Regions from separate parts of the Sus scrofa genome. Here region 2 is linked to region 1. The links are chromatin contacts, called in public HiChIP or PLAC-seq maps. All regions are on one chromosome and are shown on one strand. The core of a region is the stretch at or near the end of the contact, and the rest is flanking DNA. Distances in the headings are between cores, read along the strand shown. Region 1 overlaps TMEM164 (transmembrane protein 164). Region 2 overlaps LOC110257717 (a long non-coding RNA gene).

Region 1 (4,021 bases), core at 1,093-3,592:
ATCTGCCCTCTTCCTCCAGGTGCCTACACCCCGGAGCCCCTCAGCAGTTTCCGGTGGGCCCTTCTCTCGACTGGCCTCATGTTCTTTTATCACTTCAGCGTCTTGCAGATCCTGGGCCTGGTAAGTTCGGTTCTGTCCCCTTCTATCCCCTCTGTTTGGATTTCTTCATAAATCTTGATAATCCTGGTTGGCGCTGGTGTATCGTTCTGTTTTGAAAATATAAGATGCCAAAGGCCAGGCTGTCGCATGGTTGTGTCTGGGTTGCTGATTTATGATCCACAGCCTGGGCCTCTCCAGAGAGTTTTCTGAATCCTTCAGTAATGCCTGTTTCTTTCATCCCTGGAGAGGCAAGGAGGCCCTTCGCTCATGGCCATTTGGGTCAGAAAGAGTGAGCTGCTCTGGAAAGTGGTTTGCCGTGGACGTGACGCCACGCCACGGGGAGGCTGGACCCTGGCCCTGGGCCTGGCTTCTGACCTCGGGTCCATTACGGGTCTCCTACCGGGCTCCGAGCTGTGTGGCCAGTGGAAGCGTGGTATCGGGGCATCCCCATGGCATTCTGGGGTGTGCAGACCCGCCTGGAGTGTGGATGGTGGCCAGACTCAGTAGCTGAGTTTTCCGGAGCCCGCGGTTGCCGAGTGCGTGGGTGTCTCTCTTGGCGGCGAAGTGAGTGGCAAGGGCTTGGGGCTGGGGTTGGGAGACCCAGGCTCAAGTCCCGGCTTTGCCACCGCTCTGGGTGAGTTGGGCAGCGCCCTGTCCACCCGTCTGTGACACAGTCCAAAACGCCACCACCTCTCTGAGCCGGGGTGAGGACTTGTCGTTAATGTGACGGGCCGCCGGGCTTTGGAAAGGGCCGGGGCTGTCCTCGGGACAGGGGTGGCACGTCTGGCTTTGTGCGCGCGCGGCATTAATGTAGCATTAGCCGTGTGGAGCCTCGTGGGCCCCGGCCGGCCTAGGGCACGTTACTGATGTCACCAGCACTTTCGTAGAAGCAGTCATTTTCTCTTACCCTCCCTGGCGCGTTGCTCTGCTCGGGTTGGCTTCGGGGGTGGTTTGGGCGCCTTGCCACTGGCATGAAGGCTCCCTGTGCTCGGGGAGGAAGTGCGGTGACCTTCAGGCCCATACCTTTCCACCTGCTCTCCGCTGGGACTGCTGGATTCCAGGGGAGTCAGCGTCCTCATGTCACCACGCATTCCGTGCTCGGTCTCACCTCCGGGCCTGGCTCCGGTCACGCCTCCTACAAGGAAGGCTCTGTTCACACCATTCCTCGCCATGACCCCCATCCATCCTTCATGAGTCCATTCAGGTGTCACTTCCCATGAACTCTTCTCTGAGGATCCGGCCCCCATTCTGTGCCCGCCTCCGACGTCACGGTTTGAGGTCCACTGTGGTAGGCCGATCACCCCAACTTGCTTGGTTGCTAGTTAGCTGGAGGCAGGGACCATGCCGCTGACGGACCGCTCTTCACCCCGAGACAGCCCCCCGGGTCGAGGCACCTGGGGAAGGCTTAGGACTGGCAACGGGCTCTGGGCCCAAGCAGAAGGCAAGACTGAGCAGGCCCACCCGGCTCTTCCCCTGGACGGCCTCCCCTAAGACCTCCAGAGGGCTCTAGCCTCTCCAGCCTTGACCCCCTCAGGAACCCTAGGGGAGAAAGACCCTGCTATGAACAGGTGGGGATTTGTCAATCCCTCCTTGTCTAGCCCCCTAGGTAGACCCGGCTGAACTGGCAGAAGCCAGAGAAAGCCTAAGGACGGCGAACGCTCACTCTGCCTCCCTTGTCCCTGCAGGTCACCGAAGTGAATTTGAACAACATGCTGTGTCCGGCCATCTCAGACCCATTCTACGGCCCCTGGTACCGCATCTGGGCCTCGGGACACCAGACTCTCATGACCATGACCCACGGGAAGCTGGTTATCCTGTTCTCATACATGGCTGGGCCCTTGTGTAAATATCTGCTGGATTTGCTCCGGCTTCCAGCCAAGAAAATAGACTGAAGGTGCTTGCGGGGTTTTTATTTTTGTTTTTTTCTTTTGTTTTGGGGTGGTTTGGTTTTTTTTTTTTTTCTTTTTTCTTTTTTTCTTCTCCCCCTGAGGAAACAAGTCCTGACTTGACTTGGAGGACACCCAGTTCTTGATGAAATCATGGGAGAGGGCAGTAGGGTGTTTGGTGTATTTCTCTTCCCCCCCCACCCCCGTCCCTTTCTTCCAGCACTTTTTCCTTCACCAGCTCTTCCCCCAGGACGGAGGCTCCGAGAGCCTGGCGGGGGTGGTAGTGCTGAGGGCCGGACCTTTCCTCCTCCCCTCTGGCGCTCTCTCCCTGCTTCTAGTGGCCTTACATGGGGAGACGGTAGTCAGTGGCTGTCACTCTGCTTGTTGGTGCTTTAACAACAGCTGGTTGAGGAGAAAGGGAACAACAAGCAGCAGGAGTTGTTTGGGCGTCGAAGCAATGCGATTGGGTTGTGTTTCATTTCTCCACTGCCAGGGACCTCCAGCCTTCGGCCGGGGGTCCCCTTCTGCCTCCAGCACAGCCCCCGCCGTGAGGGGACTGAGGCCTTGTTTCTATACCAGCGGCAAGCCCAGAGCCAAGGGATTTCCCAGCTCGTGGCCAAAATAGAACTGGCCAGATTCTTCCCACTAGTGTCCCATGACTCAAAGCAAGCAGCCAACCAGCCACTCCCTCCAGGATACTGCCAGCCGTGGGAGGTGGGGGCGCTACCCAGCCCAGGGGCTAGATCCTACTGAGCCCTGTTGCAGTGGCAAATCCAAAGTGAACAAGGTTGAAATGCCCACTGGCTCATACTAGGCAAGACCTTGGGTAAATTCTGCCTGAGAGCTGAGAGGTGACCCACATCCCAATCAGAAGTGAGCACAGCAGTTAATCAACAGAAGTGGTAACTCGAGAAACCTATGATGTGAATCATGCTTGCGTTCAGTTTAATGTTGATAATAGATGGTGTTTTCATTGTGAGTGCCCCTTAAATGTCTCTCTTTCTCTTTTCAAAAGGCAGCTTCAGGGCAGGATGAGCTAGAGTTGGGTTTGTTTTTTGTTTTTGTTTTTGTTTTGGCTTTTTGGGTTGTGTTTGCTTGTTCCTTTGTTTTTTTGTTGTTTTGTTTTGTTTTGTTTTTGTTTTTGATGTGTGCATTTGGAGAAGCCCTGCATTAGGGCCTGTCTCTGGAGGGACTCCTGTCGGCCCACTCGGTGGTTTGACAGGCTCTGTCAGCATCCAGGGTTTGGAAGATACAGATCCTGCAGCCTCGTTTGCATAGGGCCAGATGTCAGTCACTGTGCCAAAAGGCAGAGCGGAATTGCTTAGGGCGGGAGGCATCGCAGGCTGTGCACCCTGCCCACCCCCAAAGTCCATGTCTAGGTTGAAAGGGCCGCACCAAGGAATCAGGTCCACATGGGTGGAGGAGGTTCAAGAGCTCTGAGAGGAAGTCATTGTGTTGCAAGACAGCTTCAGTCCTACCTGGCCCTCAAGAAGGGAGGCCGTGGCTGGGTGTCTGCTGACTCTTCCGTGGCTCTTCTGAGAGTAGATTTCTTAAGCATGGAAAAGGTCATTCCCCTGACCTCCTGATGGGCCTCCCTCCCCTCTCCCAGTCCAGGCAAGCCAGTTGTCCCCGGGTCTCTTTGGTATTTCAGGTGTTGCCTGTGTCGGACCCAGACTGAGTTGTAGTGGTTCAGCGGTCATGAGTTTAGCAGGTGGGCCTGCGGCGGGCAGCAGAGTGGAAGAGCGCCTCTGGGAAGAAGGCAGGGCCTTGCCCCTTGGCAGAGGCGCGCCGGCACCGAGGCCACCAGTCCCTCTGGTGTGGGCTTGCAGGAGGGAGGGACACTGAGTGCTCTGGCTCCCCATGGGCCCCTCGTGATGCATACCCTCATTTTCTGCCACCTTGGAGGGTTTGGCCGAGTTTTTCTTAGTGCCGCTCATCCCAGGCTCACCCTGGCGGAGGCACCTCTTGAGTGGCTGGATTTGCTCCGCCCACCAGCCACATGGGGGCGTGGCAAAGGAGGAAATGTGCCAGGTCGG
Region 2 (4,060 bases), core at 300-2,799, 230 kb after region 1:
TGGAGCTTAGAATCTATTAATCAGTATCACTGATTTTTTTTTCTTTTTCTTTTTCTTTTTTTTTTTTTTGGCCACCCCACGGCTTGTGGAGTTCCCAGGCCAGGAATCAGATCCGAGCCACATTTGTGACCCACGCTGCAGCTGCGGCAATGCTGGCTCTTTTAACCCACTGTGCTGGGCTGGGGATCGAACCTGCCTCCTGGCACTGCAGAGACGCTGCTGATCTTGTTGTGCCACAGTGGGAACTCCACCACTGGTGATTTGTGATGAGGAGCTGGGTTAGGGAATCCACCCAGACTGACCTTTCTCATTTTACCAGAAGCTGCCCGAGTCCCTGAGCAGGGCAGTGACTTGCCCCAGGTCACACAGCCAGCCATGGCAGAGCTGGAGCTGGAACTCAGGTCTCTTCCCATCGTGTTGGTGGTGGGACTATCTGACATTGGGACTGGCTGGAGAGATGGCTGGTGTGGGAAGAATGACCCTAAATCTCCGCAGTGTGTAGGTAGGGGGTCGGGGGACAGAGGGGAGGCTACGAGCTTGTTTTACCTTATTACAAACAGTAATTTTACTCGAGGTTTAGGAGAGAAGCCACAAAATACCCGCCGAGGTTAGCAGGATGCTAAGATCCTGCAGATAGGTTCGGCTGTGTCTATCCATGGAAAGCCAAGCAAAATAATGGAGACAATTATCCACCAATTTTGTTCGAACACTTTGACCGAAAATCTCCCGGTAACTGAAGGAAAATATGAGCTTTTTTTCTTTCTTTCTTTCTTTCTTTTTTTTTTTTTTTTGGTCTTTTTACCATTTCTTGGGCTGCTCCCGTGGCATATGGAGGTTCCCAGGCCAGGGGTCGAATCAGAGCTGTAGCCGCCAGCCTCCACCAGAGCCACAGCAACGCAGGATCTGAGCCGCATCTGCAACCTACACCACAGCTCATGGCAACGCCGGATCGTTAACCCACTGAGCAAGGGCAGGGATCGAACCCACAACCTCATGGTTCCTAGTCGGATTCGTTAACCACTGCGCCTGACGGGAACTCCTCTTTTTTTTTTTTTTAATGTCACCTGAATGTTCTAACTCTCACTTCATTTTTCTTTTTTCCCCTGAGACCGGTGCTGCACGCCTGTCTCCTAGGGGGAGGAGGTGGGGGAGGGGGTGTCTGCAGCCCCGGGAAACGTGCACAGAGATGAGAGAGTCTGCAGAGAAGACACCACGTGGGATGGAGTGCGAGGCACTGGAGGTGGTGCAAACCCTTGTCCTTTCAAGATAACCTCTGGATTCTAGACTTGTTCTAGCTGAGACCTCAGAAAGGCCCTGAAAGCTCCAAACCGCCAGCTTATAGCTTCCGCCTAATTCGAGGCAGCCCCCTTGGAAGGTTCCCCGGGGCCGGCAGCTGCTCCGTCAGCCACTGAATGAAAACAACGCCAGATTTCTTTATTTAGAGTAGACACTTCCTATTTTGATTCCTACACGGCAGAGCTGTCTGCCCTCTGCGCCCAGCCCCTGGCAGACAAAGCTGCTTCGATGTAAAGTAGCTCAGCACAGATCAGCAGGTGGTGGCCTATTTATAGGCAGTGGAGCTGCCCTGGGCCGCTGCACTCCTGTCTCTGAGCGAGAGGTCAGGAGGCTCCCCGGAATGGGAAAGTGGCACTGTGACCGCAGACAACAACTTTTGGCGCAGGTCAGCGACCCTTGGGACCTTACATTTCTGCCTAGTTCTGCCACCCCTCATTTGCTCTGTGACCCTGAGCAAGGCTCTTCCTGTCTGTGAGCCTCGCTTCACCATCTCTGGGGAGAAGGACACACCGTTTAATCCATGGTGCCATTTACTGTGACAACGGCCCTGCCACCGGAAAAAATACAGCTGAGTCTCTACCTCACTCCTTATTCCCAGTGAGGGCTCAGCTTAGTCAGAAGTTTCGATTGTTAAAGAGAAACCATTGAAAGATGGGAAGCAAGCATAGGAGAATGTTTTTTAAAACACTGCGAGGCAAGCGGAAAAAGAAAAAAAAAAAAAACCACCTTAGGAACTGTAAAGAAAAAGAACGATAGATTTGATCGTGAAAAAAAATTGAACACCTTTGCCTGGGCAAAAGATGTCTCATGCAAAGTTGAAAGACAAAGGACAAACCAGGATAAAGGCAAAGGCAGACAGATATTATTATTCATACTATTGCAAGAGCCCCATTATAGGAAGTGCACTATTTTCTTTACAGCACTCACCATGAGCAGCAGTTACATTATTTAGTGATTTGCATCGTATCTGTTTCCTCTACCTACATGGCTGCTTCATGAAAGCTAAGGCTTTGCTTATTCACCACTGTGTTCCTAGTCCCAGGGCAGGGTCTGACACACAGTAGGTGCTCAATAAATACTTGTCGAAAGAATGAATGAGGGAGCTTCTGTAGATCAGTGACAACATGATGAGAAAAATTGTCAAAGAGTAATGAACAGGCATTTCACAGAGAAGACGCGAAGGGTTTATGCCATATAAAAAAATGTTCACAGGAGTTCCTGGTGACTTAATGGGTTAAGGATCTGGGATTATCACTGCTGTGGCACAGGTTCAATCCCTCGCCTGGAAATTTTTGCATGCCGTGGGTGCAGCCAGAAAAAAAAAAAAAAAAAGAACAAAAAGGGTTCATAGCCTCAGGAATGATTAAGTAAAAATAATGCAAATTAAAACAGCATTGAGATGGTAGAAATGTCATTTTTCACCTCACAGCCTGGCAGAAACTTAAAAGGTTGCTAAACCCCAGTACTCGTGAGGATATGGTGAATCAGGCACATGGATGTGCTCTCAGTGCTTGTCTGAAGGAGCACAACTTCTAGACAGCAACTTGAAATATTATTTGACCCAGCAAGTCTTCTTTCGGGAGTTTACCATTTTTCAAATGCTCTTATAAGGATCTTCATTTAATGATTCTTTTTTTTTTTTTTTTGTCTTTTTGCTATTTCTTTGTGCTGCTCCCGCGGCATATGGAGGTTCCCAGGCTAGGGGTCTAATCGGAGCTGCAGCCACTGGCCTACGCCAGAGCCACACAACGCAGGATCCGAGCCGCGTCTGCAACCTACACCACAGCTCACGGCAACGCCAGATCCTTAACCCACTGAGCAAGGCCAGGGACCGAACCCACAACCTCATGGTTCCTAGTCGGATTCGTTAACCCCTGCGCCACGACGGGAACTCCCTAATGATTCATTTAAACAAATATATTCCTTTAATATATTTGTAAACAGAAAAAAATTGGAAATAACCTAAATGACATCAGTGGAGGATGGGCATCATAAGCTGTAATTTATAAATAATGTACAGCACATCCAAATAAGGGCACATTAAGCGACACTGCTAATGATTAAGAATTTGGGCTCTACGGTCAGACCACCGAGGTCTGACTTCCTCCTCTCACCCTTATGAGCTGTGTGACTTGGTCCACGTTTCTAAACCTCTCTGTGTCCCCATCTTTGTCATCTGTAAAATGGAAAAATAATACCTCCTTCATAAAGTCGTGAAGGGTAAATGAGTTAATCCCTACGGCATATCAACTAGACAGTACTGGCATAGAGCGTTCAATAACTGCCACCCGTTACTGTCCCCACGAATACTGTGATGATGACAGTGACAAGGTAGCCACAAGTAAGGATGAGCTAGATCTTTATATACTGATGCATTTTATATACTGATTGATGTCTCCAATACAGTATTGTGATAAAAGCAAGGTGCCGAAGAATTAGGATAATAGGATCTGATTTTCATGAAGGATATTATATGCTATTCATAGAGGAAAAACAAATCCGGAAAGATAGACAGACTGTCAACAGTGGTTACCTCTGCGGAGAGGGATGGGGGAGGTGGATTTTCACTTCAGTAATGATGAGAATTGTTTGAAACAAGCATGTGTGACTTTTATAATAAACAAAAGATGTAAAGGGAAAAAAGCTTCATTTGGAAGTCTGAGGACAGTTAATCCCACCAAGCCTCACATCCCCCAGTCCTTGGCTACAGCCCAAAAGTGAGCTTCCCTACCCATCATGTGTCCTCTCCCATCCCCCCACCCAT

Evidence for each region. HiChIP or PLAC-seq counts read pairs in DNA pulled down with a chosen protein or histone mark.
Region 2: an H3K27ac HiChIP or PLAC-seq map of skeletal muscle shows a contact between it and region 1. The contact joins two enhancer-like sites. A contact is called at or near these places in 2 of 5 promoter capture datasets (fetal liver and liver), 17 of 47 Hi-C or Micro-C datasets (alveolar macrophages, blood, embryonic fibroblasts and 10 more) and 1 of 2 datasets of contacts at active chromatin or transcription factors (skeletal muscle).

The regions. Positions count from the first base shown.
Region 1 is chrX:90,283,444-90,287,464 of Sscrofa11.1, forward strand. TMEM164 (transmembrane protein 164) reads left to right here. Exons shown (of 6, transcript XM_021080004.1): 5 at 20-120; 6 at 1,785-4,021. The coding sequence ends at 1,991. Among named protein-coding and RNA genes, the nearest start is that of MIR652, 120 kb to the left of the region's middle. Within about 2 kb of position 2,343, at least 6 of the 83 cell types and tissues checked have an H3K27ac peak or open chromatin away from gene starts, as enhancers often do. A contact at or near this core is called in skeletal muscle, where this site is marked.
Region 2 is chrX:90,514,947-90,519,006 of Sscrofa11.1, forward strand. The region is part of intron 2 of LOC110257717 (a long non-coding RNA gene); the gene reads right to left. Among named protein-coding and RNA genes, the nearest start is that of RTL9, 36 kb to the right of the region's middle. Within about 2 kb of position 1,550, at least 7 of the 83 cell types and tissues checked have an H3K27ac peak or open chromatin away from gene starts, as enhancers often do. A contact at or near this core is called in skeletal muscle, where this site is marked.